Regions from separate parts of the Mus musculus genome. Here regions 1 and 2 are each linked to region 3. A link is a contact called in public HiChIP or PLAC-seq data. All regions are on one chromosome and are shown on one strand. The core of a region is the stretch at or near the end of the contact, and the rest is flanking DNA. Distances in the headings are between cores, read along the strand shown.

Evidence for each region. HiChIP or PLAC-seq counts read pairs in DNA pulled down with a chosen protein or histone mark.
Region 1: a contact with region 3 is called in an H3K27ac HiChIP or PLAC-seq map of acute myeloid leukemia, with 2.8 times the contacts expected there. The contact joins two enhancer-like sites. A contact is called at or near these places in 1 of 39 promoter capture datasets (embryonic stem cells), 1 of 15 datasets of contacts at CTCF or cohesin (large pre-B cells), 1 of 484 Hi-C or Micro-C datasets (brown adipocytes), 16 of 115 datasets of contacts at active chromatin or transcription factors (the NIH/3T3 cell line, the SCID.adh cell line, SST interneurons and 12 more) and 6 of 9 other capture datasets (adipose tissue, embryonic stem cells, embryonic tail and 3 more).
Region 2: a contact with region 3 is called in an H3K4me3 HiChIP or PLAC-seq map of the SCID.adh cell line, with 9 read pairs. The contact joins two enhancer-like sites. A contact is called at or near these places in 1 of 39 promoter capture datasets (liver), 3 of 484 Hi-C or Micro-C datasets (the G1E-ER4 cell line, bone marrow-derived macrophages and double positive thymocytes), 6 of 115 datasets of contacts at active chromatin or transcription factors (the SCID.adh cell line, embryonic basal ganglia, embryonic forebrain and 3 more) and 1 of 9 other capture datasets (liver).

What each region holds. Positions count from the first base shown.
Region 1 is chr2:35,897,348-35,900,419 of GRCm38.p6, reverse strand. All of the region lies in intron 4 of Ttll11 (tubulin tyrosine ligase-like family, member 11), which reads left to right. All of the region lies in intron 2 of Gm35396 (predicted gene, 35396), which reads right to left. Among named protein-coding and RNA genes, the nearest start is that of Gm35396, 15 kb to the right of the region's middle. Within about 2 kb of position 1,334, at least 91 of the 459 cell types and tissues checked have an H3K27ac peak or open chromatin away from gene starts, as enhancers often do. A contact at or near this core is called in the SCID.adh cell line and acute myeloid leukemia, where this site is marked.
Region 2 is chr2:35,831,297-35,834,668 of GRCm38.p6, reverse strand. The region is part of intron 6 of Ttll11 (tubulin tyrosine ligase-like family, member 11); the gene reads left to right. Among named protein-coding and RNA genes, the nearest start is that of Gm10829, 8.5 kb to the left of the region's middle. Within about 2 kb of position 1,763, at least 93 of the 459 cell types and tissues checked have an H3K27ac peak or open chromatin away from gene starts, as enhancers often do. A contact at or near this core is called in the G1E-ER4 cell line, the SCID.adh cell line, double positive thymocytes and 1 more, where this site is marked.
Region 3 is chr2:35,678,793-35,682,254 of GRCm38.p6, reverse strand. All of the region lies in intron 3 of Dab2ip (disabled 2 interacting protein), which reads right to left. Among named protein-coding and RNA genes, the nearest start is that of Dab2ip, 59 kb to the right of the region's middle. Within about 2 kb of position 1,799, at least 195 of the 459 cell types and tissues checked have an H3K27ac peak or open chromatin away from gene starts, as enhancers often do. A contact at or near this core is called in the G1E-ER4 cell line, the SCID.adh cell line, acute myeloid leukemia and 2 more, where this site is marked.

The sequences.
Region 1 (3,072 bases), core at 85-2,584, 220 kb before region 3:
GACTCAGCTAGAAGGGTTGAAGGCAGTAAGGGATGAGAGTGAAGAGAGGGGTCAGAGCAATGTCTCTCTCATAGATAGACACCTACTGACCAGCCCACAAACACACTGGGTTGCTCCAGATCCAGAGACTCAGGGATTTTGCCCCCATCAGCAGGATCATCAGGTGAAAGCCTCTGGCCAGGGATTGAGACAGTGTGAGAAGTAGTAATTGTCCCATCGAGTCCCATCCATGGTCCTATGCCAATCCTGCTCTCTGAGCCTGCAGCTCTTAAGCAGGTATTTGCAATAGCCGTGAGGAGATGGTTAGAAAGGGCTACTGAGGAGGACTTCAGGACAGTGCTAGAACAAAGAAGTCCCAACCCAGGCCACCACAAAGTGAGGGTCACACCCTGGGTTCATCCCTGAGGACAAGTGTGGCCATGCCTGTTTGGCTATTCTAAGAGCATCCCATGGGGCCAGGCAAGCATGACCAAACCACAGAGGCCCAGCAAGGAGGACCGGGTGGTCATTATGTGTGTGTCCTGCAGTAGACAGGCAACAACAGCCACCAAGGTTGGGGTAGGGCCAGCTGTAGGGGCTGAAAGTCCAGATCAGGAGCCACTGCTTTGGTTAGGGTCACAGCTAGCAAATGGGCTCAGAACCTCATGGCCATTTGCCACTATTTGACCACACGCTAAACGCTTCCAGGGTGATGAGACAGGCTAGGAATGAAGCCCTTTCTGGTATAGTAAGTACTGGAGACTTTCTCACCACCTAGTGTGTCTTAGGTTCCCTCTGCACACTCACACCTGTGTGTGTGTGTGTGTGTGTGTGTGTGTGTGTGCGCGCGCGCGCGCGCGTGCGTGCATGTGTGTGTGTGCGCGTGCATGTGTGTGTGCACACGTGCACGTGTGCACACTGGGAAGTGATGTAGGTGAAGAGGCTTTAAGAAGGTGTCAAGTGGTATCTGTTGCTCTGAGTGCCTTGGATACGCAGTAAGGGAGAGGATTTGGAACCTACTCAGAGCCAAGTCCACTCCTGCTTGCTCTGTCTGAATCACCTTTCAGGATGCTGTTAGCTGGGCTCTAGACACACGGGCAGACCTTGAGGTTTCCATGGTATGGTTCTGATGTCCATTTGCCACGTGACCTGTCCTAAGTCACTTAACTCTTCAGGAACTTAGCTTCCTCCCCTGCCTTACAGGGTCAGCACCCAACTCCTGTGAGACATGGATGACACAGGAAACACTTTGCATACTGTTGAGACTCGGCACAAGTGCAGGAAGTTATTTCTTAGCTGGGCAGGTCTTTCTTGCTTGTAGCAAGACCTGGCCAGATGGCAGCGTTACAGAGCGTAAACCCTGGCCAACCAAATTACACTCATCTGGGGCATGTGACTGTGACCCTGTTCCAGCCATGACCACAGTAATGACTTGGAAAACATGGTGGCCAAGCAACAGCTGGCACGGCTCTGCTGTGGTCAGATTTCCTGTAATCTGCTGCTGAGGAACACAGCTGCCCTGTCATTTCAGCCTCTGCCTTGTCATTGCCCAGGCAGCCCCAGCCACAGAGCCTCACATCTGCTGTCTTGAGGGCAGCAGTGTGACCCTGGCTTAAATATCAAGGTCAGCCTGGGTGTAGACAGTCATGTGGCAGAAACACACACAGAGGGAACACACTTTGTGGCTTGAACTGTATAGTTTTCTTGTTCTCCGTGTCTAATTTTGTCTTTAGCCATGACCCTCCTGTTGGATGTCTAGAGATAGAGCTTTCCTAAGGCCTAGTATAATTCTCCTCTTCCTGTGTCCTCTACCCTCTCTCTTACCCCACAGCCTATACACATCACCAGGCAGAAGCTGAGAATCAGTGTATTGGGGTGGGGGATGGAGGGGCTGTCAAGGGCTGGGGTTTCCCTCTCAGATGGACTGGGTTGAGCTTCTTCCAGCTCCTGCTTACAGCAACTGTAGCTGGCGAGCTCGACAAGTCAACCTTTTCTAGTCTGGATTTTTTTAGCTATAAGTAGCAAGCTTGTTTGTAGCCATACCCCAGAGTTGTTGCACACTCCAGCAAGAGGGAGCTGTGTAAAACAGCCCCCAATACACAGCAGTCACTTAATAAGTGAGAATATGGGTGTTTATTACTCTGACAACAGTTATCACACCTACCCACCTACAGTAACCTTGAAGTTACTGTAAATCGGCAACTATCCTCATTTTGATGTTAACTAGGACATTGGTGATAAAAGTTTGGAATCAAGTTTGGAAACCAAGACCTTAGCCTGGTGTTTGTCGCATCCCAATCCAGCTGCCTAGCTCCCCTGTGCCTCAACCTTGGTTCTTCCACACCAGATCTGCTTCCTCTCCAGAGGTTGTCACCAGTGCCTCCCTGGTTGGACCATTGGTCCTCTGTCTCTGCCAGCCTGGCCTGCTCACTCCTATTCACTAGTTTCAATATTCAGTACCTTCCAAAGTACAGCTCAAGACTTTCTTTCTCTGTAAAGCATTCCTTGTCCACTCTGACTATGTTATTTTCTTCCTTTGCAATATATCACATTCCCTGGGTACCCACTGAGATGAGACCTGAGATAGGTGTGGGCCATGTAGCTAAGGACAAGGCGAGGCCAGGGCCTCTAAGGGGTGCTCCGGTTAGTGTGAAAGACTCACAGAGATAATCCCTGCTCTGTATACATCATGCTGTCCAAGTGCTCACATGAGATGAGGGGAGAGAGTTAACTGTCCAACTGAAGGCTCCCAGAGGGGATGCCCAAGTGAGTTCAAGGCATGATTGAGGGTTTTCCCAGCAAACACCGAAGGGTCTCACATTCTCCTGTTTCCCTGCTACCTTACTGGTTGTTCTTCCCTGGCCTCTTCCTCTGGACCTGTCATTAATGGAAATATATTGGAGGTCCCTGGATATCAATTCTTGGAAACTTGTCTTTGTACATCTACCATCTCTTCCTAAATGATCTCATCCTGCCCTGTGGCTTTAGGGATCAGTTAAGTGCTGTTGAGCCCTAAATTTATATTGCTAATCTTGACCTCTGCTGGAGCTCCAGGCTGATATATACCATTGCTCCCTTGCTCTTCCCACTGGG
Region 2 (3,372 bases), core at 514-3,013, 150 kb before region 3:
CCATGTAGTGATAATTCCTAAATACCAATTATCACCAATTAAATGTGAAATTGGGACTTCCATGTGTCAAAATGTCTGCAATTTCACATGATTGAACTTAATGTTGTCAGCATGGTTTCATAAAGGCATGATCTCCATATGTTCACACCAGCGAGCGTGCGCGAGCACGCACGCGCACACACACACACACACACCTTTTGTGTTTTTCACTTCACTGTGGTGTGTGAACATTTAGTCTCATGTGTGGTGCAGCCCATCCTATGCCTCTGCCAGCAGCCATCTGCTCTGTGACTGAGAGGAAGGATCGTTTACAGGGAGATTGACGTGTTAGAGAGGGAATAAGTCACACATTCTGTCCCAGGTCCCTTGTATGATGGAGCCACTGTGGGGATGGTGTGTTAGTCATGAGCTTGTCACTGTAATAGAATAGTTGAAGAGACAAGAAGAATTTAGTTGGCTCATGGTCTCAGAAGTCTCAATCAGTGGTTGGCTAGCTACATTGCTTTTCTACCTGTGACGAGACAGAAAAGTTATGGGAGAAGGGTGTGGTGAGAGAGAAAGCTACTCACATCATTGTGGCCATGAAGCAAAGAGACAGCCATTGCAATGTGAAATGTAACTATAGACAATGCTTAAATATACGTGGCTGTGTTCCAATGAAGCCTTATTTACAAGAGCACATGACAAAGTGGTTTGATCCATTATTATGGGAGTAAAAACAAGAACAGACTGAATTTGGATCAATACTAGCTTTGGTGCTTAGAAGCTGTGTTTCTGAGGCAAGCTACTTCAGCCTTTGGAGGCTTTGTTTCCCAAAATGTAAAGCAGGAGAATGATTGCTCCCTCCAGACCTGGGAGAGCCAGCTGAGAGTGCATGCAAGTGGGAGCGTCTGGGACTGCAGACACGCACAGATGTGGGAGGGGTTTGGGAGTAGCTAGCTTTAATGGTAGATCTATACCCGGCAGCCCAACTTCCTTTCCATAGCTCCATCCAGGGAATAACATGAAAGAGCGGGAGGCAGGATACTGAAGGAGTGACAGACGAGATGCTCAGAACGTTGATTTGGTTTCAGCACAAGCACTGGGCAGACATGATGATGTCCCTGGTCCTCCTTGCACAGCCTTCGGGTGTCTATTCAGCAACGCCCTGGTCTCATTGCATCCATCTCTAGCAGCTCACGGCTTCCAGAAACACAGTCCTAGACAGATGTTCAGTCTGTCTGGGGATTAGAGATACCCTCTTCCATTAAGCATAAATTAACTTAATCACCAGGTATGAAAGATAAGCAACACAAACAAACAGCACTCCCTGAAGCTTTCATTAAAATTAAAATTGTACTTAAAATTTAGCTCATATTTTCTAGGACTCAAACCCCTTCAAAGAGATAGTGTCTGCTCTATGTTTTCTCTGATAAGTGGCAGAGATGAGGGTGCAGGAGACAGTGGTAGACTGTGTGGTTTGGCTTCACCTCCTGGTCCTCTCACCAATGCAGGATCTGGACAGTTTATAGAAGTCATTCATTCAGCCGGGTCTGGTCCCTAAGCACTTCCATCACTTGTCAGACTGGTCCAAGAAAACAGAACTCAGAGGCAAGATTCCCAGATTCTTACTGCTGGGCCCCACACTGTGGAAAGCACAAGAAAAACAAGAGAGAAGGAACGCCACCCGCCACAAATCATCACGAGCCCTGGAAGGCAAGCTTCCCCTGCTCCTGCTTGCTTGTCTGGGCTGAGCCGGATGAGTGCAGAATGGGCGACCGGCGGGTCACAGTTCAATGTAGTCTTTATCAAACATTACACACACGGAAGGAATTCAGCCAAGTCTACAGAGCACGGTAGGAAGACCATGGGAGGCAGAGACAGCTAGCCTCGAATCCTGGCTCTTTATTTTGTTTTCTGCCTGTAATCTTGGGCATATCTTACTAATTTCTCTGAGCCTCAAATCCCTAGTTTACCAAATAAAGAAAATAACTTCTTGCCCATAACATCATCGTGGTAATCAGAGGAGGTCACAGAAAGGCCTGAAACTTATCCCACCTAAAGCATACACGTAATTAAGAAAGTCACTGGATATCCACCACTTTGTGGACCCAGAAGAGATCTAGATCTCAGTGACAGCAAGGCTTTTCTTGGCCTGTGGGTCAGAGAGAGGAGTTCTGAGCAGCCTTCTGCTCAGAAAGGCAGCGAGAACACGAGAACACCGTGGTGACTGGGAACTGGAGGATTGTAAGCAGCATGATATTGTCACCTGGTGAGGGGGACAGGAAGAAAACCTGGAGGGTTGAACATCTCTTGGTATGTGCAAACATCCCTGGAGGACATGACCTGAAGTGTTCTGAACGATTCTTCAGTGAGTCTCAGAGTCCAGTACCATATTTCCCTAGACCAGACAATGTCCCTTACAGAAGGAACTTGCTTGCTTTGGCTGAACTGTAGAGCTGAGGGGAACCTAGGGGTAGAGTTGAGGACACAGGGTCCTACTGTCATACACAAATTAGGACCTATCTTTTGGTTTAAAAACCTGCTCCCCTCCTCATTACAAAACACAGCCCCATGCGACCATTTCAGGATCTCAACCAAGTCTGGCACACGTTCTTCAGAAATACCAAGACGCGCTAGCCAGAGTTTTATTTTGTGGTTTGCCTCTTTCCTATTGTAAAGTTGCCTCGTTAATCAAAACAGTCATTATATCCGAGACAATCAAAGATGTCTAGGCTCTTTCCTATGTAACCCAAAACATGCTCATTTATAAGAGAAATAGTTAGAATACTTATAAGGCAAGTATTATTTTAGAAAAAGGGGGTGGACAGAAAAGATGTTTTCCGCAAACATTTCTGTCTTGACAGCTCAGTGTCACTCTCTCCGGGAGCCCTCAGCCCTTTGTGGTGAGGACAAATGTGTGTTAAAGAAAGTGGCTGGGGTTGGTCTCTTATCTGCAGTCACAGTGATGGTAGCACCACTTTCTAAACTGCCACACTCATCTGACAGGAAGCTGTGAAGGCTCTGGAAGGTTCTAAAGCCAACATACAGGGTGGCAGAATGTTACATAGAGAAGTGTTTGGAAGCTCGCCGTAGATAAGCCCCAGTGAGAGCTAAATACCAGATGTTCTCAACAAGGGAAAACCATGATGCAAGAGACTTACCAAATTGCATTTGCAGAAACCAAATAGCGAAGTGTTGTTCCACCCCACCCCACCCCTGACTGCCACCCCTGCCCCAGGACACCTGCTATGAGTGAGGTTCAGCATCTGCAAAGCACAGAGACCATGTGGTACTGATTTTGTATCTGAAATTTCTATTGTGTAGGCAATGTAGCCAGCCCCCTCTGAGGCTTTGCATGCACATGGAAAGAATCCTGTCTGTATTGCTTAC
Region 3 (3,462 bases), core at 550-3,049:
GAATACCTAGAGAACGTCCCCAGCCCAGCTGCTGTGGGCTGTAGGCGAGGCAGGAATGCTCACTGCAAGGGTGCACAAACTGCATGGCCTTCCAACCAAGTAAACTGAGGACAGGAGGATGGCACCTGGTCCAGGCACAGGGACAGTATTTTCTGTGAGCCCCTGCAATCTTTCTCCAGAGGAAAGGGTGGTTTTGGTGGGGTGGGAATCTGCTGAGTACTTCTGGTTTTAATTATCTCTGCATTGAAAAAGGCTAAGTGAAGATAAAGAAAGAGAATGGGAGGGCAGAGATGAGTGCTCTGATTAAGAGCTGGCTAATATGGCTCTCATCACCCCTGACCTCTGCCTGACTCAGGTCAGCACCCAGAAGGCAGGGCTGGGAAACACTCAGGAGCCCCACCTCAGATACAGGCATTTGGGAGTAGTAGACCCTTCAAGGCCATACAGGGGCAGTGGTGGGGTGCTCTCCATTCTCCTCCTGCTTCCGCACACTGAGGATGAAAACCTGGCTGTAGGGGTTCCACCAATGTATTAGTCAGGGTTCTCTGCAGTCACAGAACTTATGGGTAGTCTCTATATAGTAAGGGAATTTGTTGATGACTTATAGTCTGTAGTCTGATGCCTTGAGGGTCAGCTGCCTCTGACTCTAGCCCTAAGGCTTCGCATACACTATAGGAATAATTAGTTTCTTAAGCCTGGAGGACAGTCTGAAGGACCAGGCACCAGGTGATCTTCTGTAAATCAAACACAGATTACAGAAAGTGTGACAACCAATGGAGAAAGACAAAAGGGAAAGTTATGCCTACAGGCCCGGACAGGCCTTAGCCAGGCCAGAGGTGATCTAGGCTCTGAGAAGCAGGAACCTACAATGGAAGGTGGAGAGCACGGGGCACAAGGTCCCTGAGAAGGCTCTCCTTAGCAGCACAGGAAGGGCCTGCCCTGCCCTGTTGGCAGGTGCTAACAGCAGCAAGGTCACATGTGTGGACAGTATCATCCCACAGCTGTGTAGCTGCACCACTGCCTAAGAGCAAGATACAGGTATCACCAGGGAGTCTCTTAAGCCACTTTTCTTCTCTGGGCCCTTGTCTGGCCAAAGGGGCATTTATGTAGTAAGGCTGGGGAAGTACCCAGGGGGCAGTGAACATGGCTAGAAGCTCTCAGGGTGGCACTGCACACCACTGGGACCAAGCCAGCTCACAGCCGGGCAAGCACAGTCTACTAAATAAACGGTAGCGGGTTCCGTTGTTTCTGCCCTGCCCCTCTACGAGAAGGCCTGGCCTGGTGCCGTCTAGCCTCCTGGACTCCAGCCAACCATACCATAAAGGATTCTTACTGGAGGGCAGGCTGTATTTGGTCAACATTCATGTTTTGTTTAACCACACAGTATATGACATTTTTAAATTTTGAATCAATTGCCAACATTTAAAGATGCGAAATTTTCAAATGTCACAAAAACCAAGTTTAGAACTTTCTCTTCCATGCCCAAAGTTCTGCCACCAAAGCCCAGCAGCCATCTCTGACCCCAGAAGGACACAACCCTACAAACTGTTGAAATTGTCACCACAGCTGTGAAGCGCCTCAGCTAGGGTTCCTATGTCACATGGGCAAAGCAGGGCCCACAACATACCAACCCTCTCCTAGGGTCACAGTGGGTTCTGACACACAGCAAAGACCTGCCAATGTGTGTGGATAAAGACTAAAACGGCAGATAAATAAGGTCAGCCCCAGCTTTACCCGCCCAGGATATCCTGATTGCAACACTGCTTCCTTGCAAAGCCCTGCCCCCAGCCAGTACAAACTGATTCACTTCGATCCTAGGCCCCTCCCACAGGTGGGTACTCTGACAGCAGGACATATGAGTTGGTAACGTTCAGCCTGTGTGTAGGTCTCTGAGATCATTCACTGTATGACCTTTGTTTAAAGGCTAGGCCTTTGGAGTGTCCAGGCAAGGTTAGCAGTGATCCTGGCATCTCTGCAACTCTGGCCAAGCCAAACAAAGATCCCCAGGACTTCTGTCAAGCTGAAAAAGAGAATTCAACAGCAAGAACTCACAAAGGCAAGGTTTCCACCGATGCTGCTTGCAGGACGCCTGCCCTGCTTTGAAGCTGGTAACCAATTCTTCCCTCTTTCTTTCCACTAAATGAAGCTCCACGGGGTTTTCAAGGTCAGAGCTGCATTGGCAGAGGCGGTTCTCTTTGTTCTTCTACCTCAGACTTGCCCCAAACACAGACAATTGTCCCCAACAACCAATTCCTGCTGGGTGGAGACAAGGACCAGGCAGGTGCTTCCTGTGGCCCCAGGAGTCCTGCTCTCCTGGATACGGATTCTCTGTGGGCCTGGCTTCCTGAAACTCCATCTCAGCATGTAGTTTTGGGAAGAAACAGCTGCGAGTCCCCAGAGTATACCCTCAACCCAGGGAGAGGTCAAGGCTCAGGATGGGCTTGGTTCCTTGCTGGTGGCTGCGGGTGTCACCTCAAAGCCACTCTCCTCTCTATTTCAGTCTCCTTACTTGGAAAACAAGAAAATAAATATCCAATTGGAGAGATTCAACCTCCTAATGAGATCCAGAGGAGCCGTGGGAAGCATGAAGTGCCCTGCCAGAGTTATTATCCCAGCACCTGGCACGGTACACGGCGTGCAGTAGGTGCTCAATGGGTATGCAATAGGTGCTCAATGAATGTGTGTATTTGGCACTTGGGCTGTCTATGAGAGGTCTGCCCTTCAGGAGCTACAGAGACAATGGTCATGGGCAAGGATTTGGGTCTAACAACCTCTACCTCTGGCCTAGTTCAGCAGTGGCCAGGCCCACATGAAGGCTTCACTTGCACATCTGTGTCATCAGTGCCAGGGACCTAGAGATGCTGCAGGACTCTATGTGTCGTGCTCTCTTGGACACTCAGTAGTTCTTACCCATGGTTAAGAGAACAGCCTACCCAACCCAGCCGAGAGGAGATGCCAGCCAGTCCTCAATAGGCTGTGTCCACCAGAGGACTTAAGAGCTGTGAGGCTGGCAGTTCTTTTGTACTAGCCTCAGGACCTTAGATAAGTACAGCAAGCCCTCTACACCCTTTACCCAGCACTGAAGCAAGCTTGCCTCTTAGACTTCTGATTCCGAAAACAAAGCACCTGGCACAAAGAGGCCCGCCATGGGTCCATCCTCTTCCTCCCTCAGTCTCTTCACCTCTCCTTATCCCTGCTCCTGCCTTTAGAACTGCTCCCATTCTCCCAGTACTGAGTTTCCTCTGCACCTCCCGCAGCTTGTTCAAGAACACAGAAGGGCTCTAGACCTCTGAAGCCCTCTGCTCACCCACGGGATTCCCTCTGTCTGTCTGTCTCAGTGAACTGTCCCTGCTTTGTCAGCTGAGAGACTTATTTCTTTCAAACCTCAAATGCTATCACTGCCTCACACTTGACTCCTGAGAGCTGACTTGTCACACTGTGCCACAGCTTGTCACACTGTGC